3 separate regions of the Mus musculus genome follow, and all the other regions are linked to region 1. A link is a contact called in public HiChIP or PLAC-seq and promoter capture Hi-C data. All regions are on one chromosome and are shown on one strand. Each heading gives the region's core, a stretch centred on a gene start, on an enhancer-like site or on the middle of the called end of the contact. The rest is flanking DNA. Distances are from core to core; before and after follow the strand shown.

Evidence for each region. HiChIP or PLAC-seq counts read pairs in DNA pulled down with a chosen protein or histone mark. Capture Hi-C pulls out chosen DNA fragments and counts their contacts.
Region 2: a contact with region 1 is called in an H3K27ac HiChIP or PLAC-seq map of microglia, with 4 times the contacts expected there. The contact joins the enhancer-like site here to the promoter of Gapvd1 in region 1. A contact is called at or near these places in 1 of 39 promoter capture datasets (cranial neural crest), 4 of 115 datasets of contacts at active chromatin or transcription factors (astrocytes, large pre-B cells, microglia and 1 more) and 1 of 9 other capture datasets (embryonic stem cells).
Region 3: a contact with region 1 is called in a promoter capture Hi-C map of liver. The contact joins the promoter of 4930402F06Rik here to the promoter of Gapvd1 in region 1. A contact is called at or near these places in 1 of 39 promoter capture datasets (pre-B cells) and 1 of 9 other capture datasets (liver).

What each region holds. Positions count from the first base shown.
Region 1 is chr2:34,753,711-34,757,000 of GRCm38.p6, forward strand. Gapvd1 (GTPase activating protein and VPS9 domains 1) reads right to left here and starts at 1,522. Exons shown (of 27, transcript NM_001356441.1): 1 at 1,268-1,522; 2 at 556-849.
Region 2 is chr2:33,836,651-33,839,940 of GRCm38.p6, forward strand. All of the region lies in intron 3 of Mvb12b (multivesicular body subunit 12B), which reads right to left. Among named protein-coding and RNA genes, the nearest start is that of Nron, 32 kb to the left of the region's middle. Within about 2 kb of position 1,686, at least 8 of the 459 cell types and tissues checked have an H3K27ac peak or open chromatin away from gene starts, as enhancers often do. A contact at or near this core is called in microglia, where this site is marked.
Region 3 is chr2:35,395,643-35,398,932 of GRCm38.p6, forward strand. It overlaps 4930402F06Rik (RIKEN cDNA 4930402F06 gene), which reads right to left and starts at 1,532. Exons shown (of 6, transcript NM_001080709.2): 1 at 1,264-1,532.

The sequences.
Region 1 (3,290 bases), core at 272-2,771:
AATTATGCCTTGGATCCCGCTCGTTTCTGAGGTCTATCCAGGCAGCACCCGTGACAATTCTGTCCGTCAATAAAAGTCGACAATTGAAAGAAGAGAGATGGACAGAACGGACACTTCAAGACCACCAGCAGCAAGTGCACAGACGCCAAGCCCGGCGCGCGTTTGCGGGTGCACGGCGTCCCCAGCCCGGAGCGTCCGGCGCGTCCCTGGCGGCGCTCCCAAGCCATTCGGTCCGCTCCTGGCCTCCCGGGCTCGGCTGCCCACCTGCCCCGGACGCCCACAGAGGCGACCCGCGCTACTGCGCCCCTTCCCGCCCCGTCGCGCTCCCACCCCATCCCCCCCATGCGCCCTGTGTCCCCGCCGCCTCAGGCAGGCTGCCGGAACCCGCACGCCGCCACCCCTCTCGCGGGGCCCGGCCGCGCGGCTTCCCACCCGAGCGACGCCGGGCACGGGGCAGGCCCGGGGCCCGGGGCGGGGCGGCCGTCAGGCGCGGGCTGCGGTGCTAGGCCAGACGGCGGGGCACGCGGTGCGGACCGGCCGGGGACGCGCACTCACCGGTGAGGTCATGCGGAGGACGGCGCCCAGGTCCTCGCTGGACTGCCTCTCGGCCTCGGAGCCGTCGCCCTCGCTGCGAACTGCCACCGCCGCCCAGCCGCCGCCACAGATCGCCAGTCGGTTTCCCTGCCTCCTGCGGCGGCGCTGCCCCCTCAGCAGTGCGCGTGCGCGGCGCCGCGGGGGCCCCTGGGATCGGTGGTCCGGACCACGGCCGCCCTTCCGCTCCCGGTCGCGAACCGCCTTGCCAGGACCTGTACGCCGATCCTCCGCCCTCACGTCTCCGTGTACCTGGTGCTAGAGAAGACGGGTGGAAGAAAAATGACACTCCTCTCTTGCTCGGAACATCATCCAATAGCCAGCCTCTCTCTCTCTCTCTCTCTCTCTCTCTCTCTCTCTCTCTCCTCTCTCTCTCTCTCTCTCTCTCTCTCTCTCTCTCTCTCTCTCTCTCGCTCTTCCCCTTTCACTTAAAAGCTATGCCAATTGGACGGTATCTTCATTTTTAACTTATAAATATAATTTCCCACTTCTCGTTTTGTCGATTTTTATTGTAACTGTGTTATTTAAAAATAACATTACATTAAATAAACTGTAAACTGTGTTACATTAAATAGGCTTAGGTCGGTTTTGTTTTTTCAAAAAAAAAAAAAAAATGAAAGGACGCGTCAAGTTAGCAGAAGTGAACAGTCCCAGAAACCTTAGAGCTAGAACATACCTTAAAGGTCATCGGTGCAGCTCCCACCCAAGCAGGAATGGCCTCCACGTCTCACTTCTGTTTCGGATGTTCCAGTATCAGCTCACTACCTCTCAGGAGTACAGCCTGCTCCTCTCTGTTGCACAGCTCTAAATGTTAGAAAGTTCTGCCTTCTGCTGAGCTGAAATCTGCTTCCCTTGTCTTTCCTCCCTTTGCAGGTAGTTATTCTGCCTGGAAGCAAGGAGAATTGGTTCCCACTTGACAGCCCTTTAAAATATTGAAGACAATGAATATATCCTGCAACACCACGAGTCTCATGCTCCGCCCCCAAGGTGGGGGGAGGGGGAAGTGAAAACTCATCTTCCCAACTATTCAAACATAAATCAGATCCCAGACAGCTTTCCACCCGTCTTCCATACACCTCCTTTAAAAATCATCAGAATTGAACTAGCATGGTAGCTCTCACCTGTAATCTAAAACCTTTGGGAGGCTGAAGCAAATGTCTCAGAATTAGACAAAAGTTTAAACCAGCCTGAGCTACACAGGATGTCTAGACCAGCGGGAGCTATCCTTTGAGACCCTGCCTCAAAAGGAAATTCTTTTGTCACAATTTGCTTCCTATTTGCTACTTTGTTACAATAGCATTGTGGGTATCAAGTAAAATGTCTTTGGTACCATGTTGCCATTCAACAGAGTTCAATTAAAGATTATCAGTCGGGTCTGTTACATTGTACAAAGCACCAACCAGATGAAAAAGCAAGTGGATACAATTTACAATATAAAGTGGAGAGTATCTCCCATAGATTGAGTTTTGTAACAATAAACTAAATTACAAAGTGCTATGAAGAATTACAAAGTGTTATGAGATTCCAGAGAAAGAGACCATATTGAATTAAGAAATCAAGACCTAGGCTGAGTTTTGTGGCCCATGACTTTAATCCCAGCAGTTGGAAGGCAAAATCAGACCAATCTCAGAGTTCCAGGATAACCAGGATTATACAGAGCCCCTGTCTCAAAAGGCCAAAGAAGAAAAGAAAGAAAGGAAAAGAGATTTGGCTGTGACTAGATTCCAAGGTAGATGAGTCAGGATCCCAGCACTCAAGAGGCAAAAACAGGCAGGCGGAGGCAAAAACAGGCAGGCAGATCTCAAGGCTAGCCTAGTCTACAGAGCAAGTTCCAGGACAGTGCTACACAGAGAAATCTTGTTTAAAAAAAAAAAAAAAAAAAAAAAGGAAAAGAAAAAGAAAAAGAAAAAGAAAAAAAATCCAGAAAAAGAGAGGGGGAGGATATAAAATTTGTAGACTGCATAAGGGAAAACCCCCTTGAACAGAAGATTGTGTTCAAAGGCTCCAGAGCTCCAGAGCACAAAATCCACCTGCCTCTGCCTCCCAAGTGCTGGGATTAAAGGCTTGTGCCACCACTGCCCAGCTTGAAGAAAGGCTTTCAAAGACACAAAAGGAAACCTTCAAGTAAAGGCATTTGCCACCAAACCGAACCACCAGAGTTTGACACCAAACACCCCACATAGGGGAGGAAGGATAAATGACTCCTGCAATATTTTCTGACCACCACTGTGGCAAAAACTTGCCCCCCATAAACAAACAAACAAACACACAAATAAATTGTGTGAATGTATAAATGTGTAAATACATAAATGAATATACATAAATAAAAAGAAAGGGAAGGGTTCTAAAGAAGCTAAGAGTTATGAAGTAAGTAGATTGTGCATTGTAAGTACAACGAGAACAGGAATGTTCGGTTCACTGGCCTGAGCCCTGTTCTGTCTGTCACCTACAGATGGAGTGCCTGACCTAGACAGACAGCTTTTAATCTTCCCATTCAGCATTCCCAAAGAATGTAACATTCTTACCAGAAACCCAAATCACTACCACAATGACTCTTGTTATAGTAGGCTGTGAAGTAGCTATTACACTCAACACACTTTACATGTGGGAAAGCAAAATATATGGTCAAAATAAATAAATTTGGGAAAAAAAATTATCAGAATTTAGCAAATAGTGCTGCTCTGTAGGGAGAGCAACTA
Region 2 (3,290 bases), core at 436-2,935, 920 kb before region 1:
CCTGGGCACGCTCTGCTGCCCCCTAGATGGACGGGGATTCATCAGTATCAGGTTGACCGGCTTTGGCTTGACATGCGGGATTCCATGGAAGTCAACTGCTACCACTTAGCCACCTCACCTCTTGAAACAATGCCTTAATCCTAAAACCCAAGCACTGGGGGTGTGGCCACTATACAAGTGTTGGGAAACCCGTCCATGCACACACAATGGAGGGCTGCCCTGCTAAGGCTTCCTACAGTCCGAGGGTGTGGCCCTCTTCCATGGGGCTGCCAGTCTGCAGAGTCCCCCTCACCTCCCTCCCCCCCCCGCCTTTTTATACATCACAGGCCTTCAACACCATTAATTTTCCTGGTTCCCCTCCCCCACTGGTGCTCTCTTTCATTTCCTCCTCATAAATATGAAGAACGTATTCCCAATCCTTGCTGAGCAAATGATTCATACCAGGGGCCCGACATACACTGACGCAGGGTATTTATATTGTCTCTGGTAGCCAGTATTTGCTAGTATACTGTAATTATTTTTGACAACTTTGCATTTAAGGTAGCCACAGATAACCAACCTAATATTCAAATGTTCATAAATCCTTCTGTTTAACATCCTCCCTACCTAATCTATGCACATTATTATTACAGGTAACACAGAAAGTGCGGGGCATGAAAAGTGCAATTAATCTCGCTCCTTCCCAGGAAGCGGTGTCACTCTCCAGCCAGGTTTCCATATTAATGGTCTGATTGGGGGAAAGGAATTTAGGATTCAAAGGAAGCTCCCCAAACTCCTATGTTGGGAGTCTCAAGTCAGCTAATTAAGCTGTGGCCTGCTCTGGAGAGCCCACACCCTCCCAGATGGTTGTAAACCGGTGCTCTGCCAAGCCTGTGCTCTGACTATAGACCAGGACATACAGGCAGCCGCCACCAGTGAGGATGTGCCTAGCTCCTGCCTCACTCAAGGGCTGGCAAATAGGCTGTCATTCCCCCAAATTTGATCCCAAAGCAATTCTGTCCCCTGGTTTGTCATTTGGACGCAGTGAAGGGCATCTACTCCTCTTCTGGTGCTGAGGATAGAAGTGCTAACTTGGTTCCCGAGCACCTGGGCTTCAGCCGAGGGCAGGGGTGTCTCTTGCTGCCCTCCTGGCTGGCAGCCTTATCACCCCTAGAGCCTAGCTACTGATGGGGAGCAACGTGTTTTCTGGCAGTTCCCAGGGCTGAATCCAGGGTCCCATGCACACTAAGCAAGTGCTCTTCCATTGCCCTCAAGCTGAGGACTGTGCTTTCTATAATCCACCCCAAACCAATGAGTCCAGTGCCTTCCCTGCACCACAGTGGACTTGCTGCCCCAGCTCCCAGGGCTTCACGAACGCCTGCCTAGAAGGCCAACAGCTCGAAGATTCAGGAGTAAATGTAACAGGTCCCAGTGTAAGTGGCACAGGGACCACGGCTATCCTCTGAGGCCAGCAACACTGTCCAGGGCTGTGGTGCTTTTCAGATGCGAACACTTGGTCTCCAGCTTGTGGGGCTGTTAGGGGAGGTTGAGGAGGGGCGGCCTTGCTGGAGGAGGTTCATCACTTGAGAGTCAAATGCTAATGGGACTTCTAGCTCTCGCTCTGCTCCAAGGATGGGAGCTCTCAGGGTCCTGCTCTTATCACCATGCCTACCACACGCTGGCTGCCGTGCCTCCCGCCGTGCGTGATAGATGTTTATCCCTCTCAGAGCGCACGCCAAAATATCTCCTTCCTTTGATAAGCTGCCCTGGCCATGGTGTTTCATCTTAGCAACAAAAAGTAACTTAAACAAGGCATTTGACCAAATCTTTAGGACTTCCTCCTGAGAGTCCACGGGAAGCAGTGGTCAGCAGACAGAGCAGGGACAACAGGAGGGAAAAGCAGAAATGGCTTTCTAAAGGCATTTGGGTAGACTCCTGGGACAGAGAGCCTGAGGGCATGGGTGCACGAGGGTGCGGGTGGGAAGGATACGTGTTAGGTCTACTGATAACCTCATGAGCTCAGCATCTGTAAGGTGATGACCCCTCACCCCTGCTGTGTGGAGTCCCCCTCAGGCTACAGTGGACCCAAAGGATCTATGCAGACACACCACAAGTGCTGTGCAGGTGCCTACCCTGGCTCAGCTGCCACCATCCTGTTACTGAAAATGCACTCAAAGGCCGGTAGGAAAAAGATTTCCCTATTCAGTCATATATTACAAGCAGCAAAGGTATTGCTCTTATAATTAGAGGGAACTTAATGGGATGACTTTACCCCTCATCCTGAACATGCTAAGAACAATATTCAGAACAAAAGATTACCAAAGAGCAACAAGTGCTTACAGTCCACATTCAGAACTGCTGTAGGGACAACCCAGACTTGGCAGTGGGGTCCGAGGTTGGAGAGCTATGATGAAGAGATGGGGTATGAGAGAGAAAGAGGCTGTGAGGGACGGGGAGGCTGTGAGGGACAGGGAGGCTGTGAGGGGTGGGGAGGCTATGAGGGACAGGGAGGCTGTGAGGGACAGGGAGGCTGTGAGGGACAGGGAGGCTGTGAGGGACAGGGAGGCTATGAGACAGAAAGAGGTTGTGAGGGACAGGGAGGCTGTGACTGGCCAGGAGGCTGTAATAAAGAAGGCTTCTTTCATTTTTCTATTTGGCATGTTTTATACTGTTGTGTTTTTAATTTTTAACTACAGCCTATATTACCATTATAATTACACATAGAAATTGGTGAAAATGTTTCCAAAAATAAGTGTCTGGATTATAAGAGATAACTTATCACCTCCTCCAGAGGGTCATGGTGGGGTGCTAAAGTGGTCATCTTGGGAAGCCATTATAATTACACTTAGAAATTGGTGAAAATGTTTCCAAAAATAAGTATCTAAATTAGAAGAGATAACTTATCACCTCCTCCAGAGGGTCATGGTGGAGAGCAAAAGTGGTCATCTCAGGAAGAAATGAGGTACAGACACAGGCTGGCCTCCCTGGGAATGCTTTTGGAGATGGCTTTAAGCTTCCCTAGTTCATGTGCTCAAGTACTAAAAACCAGTATGAAAGAACTGTACACAGGGGGCTACCTCTCCGTAAAGACGAGCTGCCCTACGTCACACAGAGGCTCTTTAGAAACAAGGCCAACATCACGTCTGGGGACTGTCATGGGGCAGTGGGTGTCACGCCCCCTCCACTGAGCTGGTCTGCCCTTTGCAGATGCTATCCATCCCAGCGGCCCTGGCAGACTCTCCCATCCCTTGTGCCCGGGAGTTGTCACTGAAAGCACAGCGAGAGGAAGTTCCCCATGTCCTTTGGAGAAC
Region 3 (3,290 bases), core at 282-2,781, 640 kb after region 1:
TTTGATGATGTGAGGGACATTGAAGTACAGCCTTATTACAATGAACTCCAATGTTTAAAACTTGTTCTTATTTAGGGTTTGTACCACAGTAAGCCAAGATTTTAAAGCTCTACTAAAAATAAAACAAACAAACAAACAAACAAACAAAAATCTACTTATCTACTTTATGTTCATTTAATAACATGTCCATCATTCTTATGATTGGTATAGAAATATATATTGTGTTGAATATCATAAAAAATTAGTTGAATTAAAAAAAAAAAGAAGTCTAGCTGGGATTGGAGAGATGGCTCGGCAGTTAAGAAACACTAGCTGTTCTTCCAGAGGTCCTGAATTCAATTCCAGCAGCAACAAGATGTCTCACAAACATTTGTAATAAGATCTGATGTTCTCTCTGTCATGTACACACACATGCAAATGCATCACTTATATACATAAATGAATAAATCTTTTTAAAAAATGTTTATCATGTGTATATATCTGGTTTCATAGATAAAGTGGAATGGGCCAGCAAGATGGCTCAGTGAGTGAGGGTGCTTGCTGCTAAGTCTGAGGACCTGAGTTCAGTCACTGAGACCTACATAGTAAAACAACAGAACTGATTCCCTCAAGTTGTCCTATGACCTCTAAAGGGGACCTCCACACAAATAAGATATAACAAATTTAATAAAGCAGAAAATGGAGCAGAAATCAAATTTAACCCAAAATTTCCAAATTCAATTTAGAAGAAAATGATTAATAGAGAAATTTAAGAACTTTAACAAATGCCAAACCAAAACCAAAACAAAACAAAACAGAAACAGAAACAACAACAACAACAACAACAAAAAACCCAAAACCCAAACCAAAAAAGACAACATCAAAATAAAAGCCATGCACAAAAAGCAAATTGTTCTAATGGCAGTCATTTCCAAGGTCCCAAGACTAACAGTCCCACAGGAAAGTTTTAAAACCCCCGATGTCAAGCCTACACCAAGACAACTGAACAGCAGCAATCTTTGGATGGGATCCAGATGTGAATATTCTCAATCCAGGAAATTCCAAGATGCAGCCAATTGTAAATTGTGAATAAATGTTGTGTCCCTTGCCACTAAGAAAGACAAAAACTCCGTTGGGCTGCCTGTGGATTCTGGAGACGGTGTTCCACCACAGGGAGTGTCCGACTGTCTCCTGTCCACCTGATAAATATACAAAGCAGTAAGCTGCCCAAGAAACCCTGGAGGAGGTCGTCAAGTGGTCGCCGCTACTGGGATGCTTTCTTACCCAATGGATGCTGATGACCAGTGTCACCTATAAAGTTGAGTAGCCCAGAGAGGGGTGGGACAGGTTGTTGAAGGCTATAGCTCCCCTTGATAGAGCAGTTGAAGCAAGGGCCACTGAATTCCAGATCACTTCTTGGTGTGTGTTGTGTTGCTACCACCAAAATACCGAAGCTGGGTGCTTTACAAAAAGAAAAAAAAATGTTCCTCCAGCTCCAGATGTCCCAGAATCCATTCAGTTTCTGTTGAAAACCATGTGGCAGTCAGCCAGAGGCACTGTGTGGAGCGGAGCATGGGTTTGAGTGGTGGAGGGGAGCTGCCAGGCTTGCTAACAACCATGTCACAGAAGCCCATCTCCAGAGCGACAGCTCACTCATAGAAAAGCATTAATCCCTAGTCAATGCCTAACACAGCACTATCCACTGGAACCAAACCTCAGTGTGAACTCCACGGGGAGAACCACATCTCAACCATACCACACCTACAAACAGTAGCACCCTTGGCGCACATAAGCAATGTGTCTCTCCTCTAAGTCAGCGTTAAGATTCCCTCCTACTTCCCTTATGCCTTCTTTATTAACTGTGGTATATGTAGGGTTGATTTCTACCTGTTTATTTGATAAACTGCACAGTACACCTACAGCACCACTAAGCTATAGAGCTAGTTCCATTTATATGAAGGATCAATAGCATTTATACAAATGACGCTGCCTTTAATAGCACCAAAAAGAATGTTTTCATCACTCCAGAAACTGGTTCTCTTTGGAACTCCTGCCCCCTGGTGTCCACGAGAGGGAACTGCTTTGTCTTAGCTCTGGTTTCTAGGGAGGAAGTGGAGCTTTAGAGTTTCCCACACAGGCAAACAGATAAATCTGTTAGTGAACTCTGAAAGAGTGTAATTCCAGCCGCTCCAAGATTGCCACGAATGACATTTCTTGAGATGGGGTGAAGTTTGCCACCCTGTGCAAGTGTGAATCACTTAGCAGTGCCCTTGTATCCACCCACTACATGCCAGTAGCACCCACACTCACGATCCAGTTAGGACAAGCAAAAAAAAAAAAAAAAAAAAAAATGCAAATGCAGCCACTGTCATTGCCAAGTGGCTGCGAGGGCTGGAAGGGAGATGTGAGCTGAGAGCCGCTGATGTGCTGCTGTGGGGAGACAAGGAGGCCAGGACTTACTGCCCTGCGAGCAGCACGGAACCCTGTTGGCCATGGCACTGGCATAGAGCCTCAACCTGAACCCAAGCTGAAACCCCGAGGTCGCAGCTTGTGAACCACAGGGAAAAGGTTCTGTCTGCTGGACCACAGATGGAAATGCTAGTAGCAGGGATGTGAGAGAGCTGGTCCCATCTCCAGTCGAGAAGCAGAGAGATGCTGATGCTCTGCCTGCCTTCTCCTTTGTATTCAGTCTGGGACCCCACATTGACTGGTGCCATCCAGTTAGAATGAGCCTTGTTACCTCTGTCCACCCAACCTAGCAACTCCCTTGTAGACAAGCCCGATGTCTGTTACACTGGGAGGGAGTGGGGAGCATGCCTAGGCTGGAAAGATGGCTCAGCTGATAATGTGTCTGCCACGTGAACACTAATCTGATCCCAGAGAACGCCCATAAACTGTCTAGGTGTGAGGGCATGCCACTGGAACTCCAGGGCTGCTGTTGTGAAGACTGCAGACCATGACCTGCAGCTTGGAGTCCAGCCAGTCTATCCAATCAGCAAACTCCACTCAAGTTCAGTGCCTGTTAGCCTAGCCAATCGGCAAGCTCCATTCAGGTTCAGTGCTAGCCAGTCTATCCAATCAGCAAACTCCACTCAAGTTCAGTGCCAACCACTCTAGACAGTCAGTGAGCTCCGTTCAGGGGTAGTGAGACCCTGGCTCAAAAGATAGGGTAGAGAACAATTGAGTTAGACATCTGATGTCAACTCCTGGACTCCACAATGCACAAAGACAAACGTGCAAAACACACATCTGCATGTGCATTCATGTACACACACACACACACACACACACACACACACACACACGTCCTC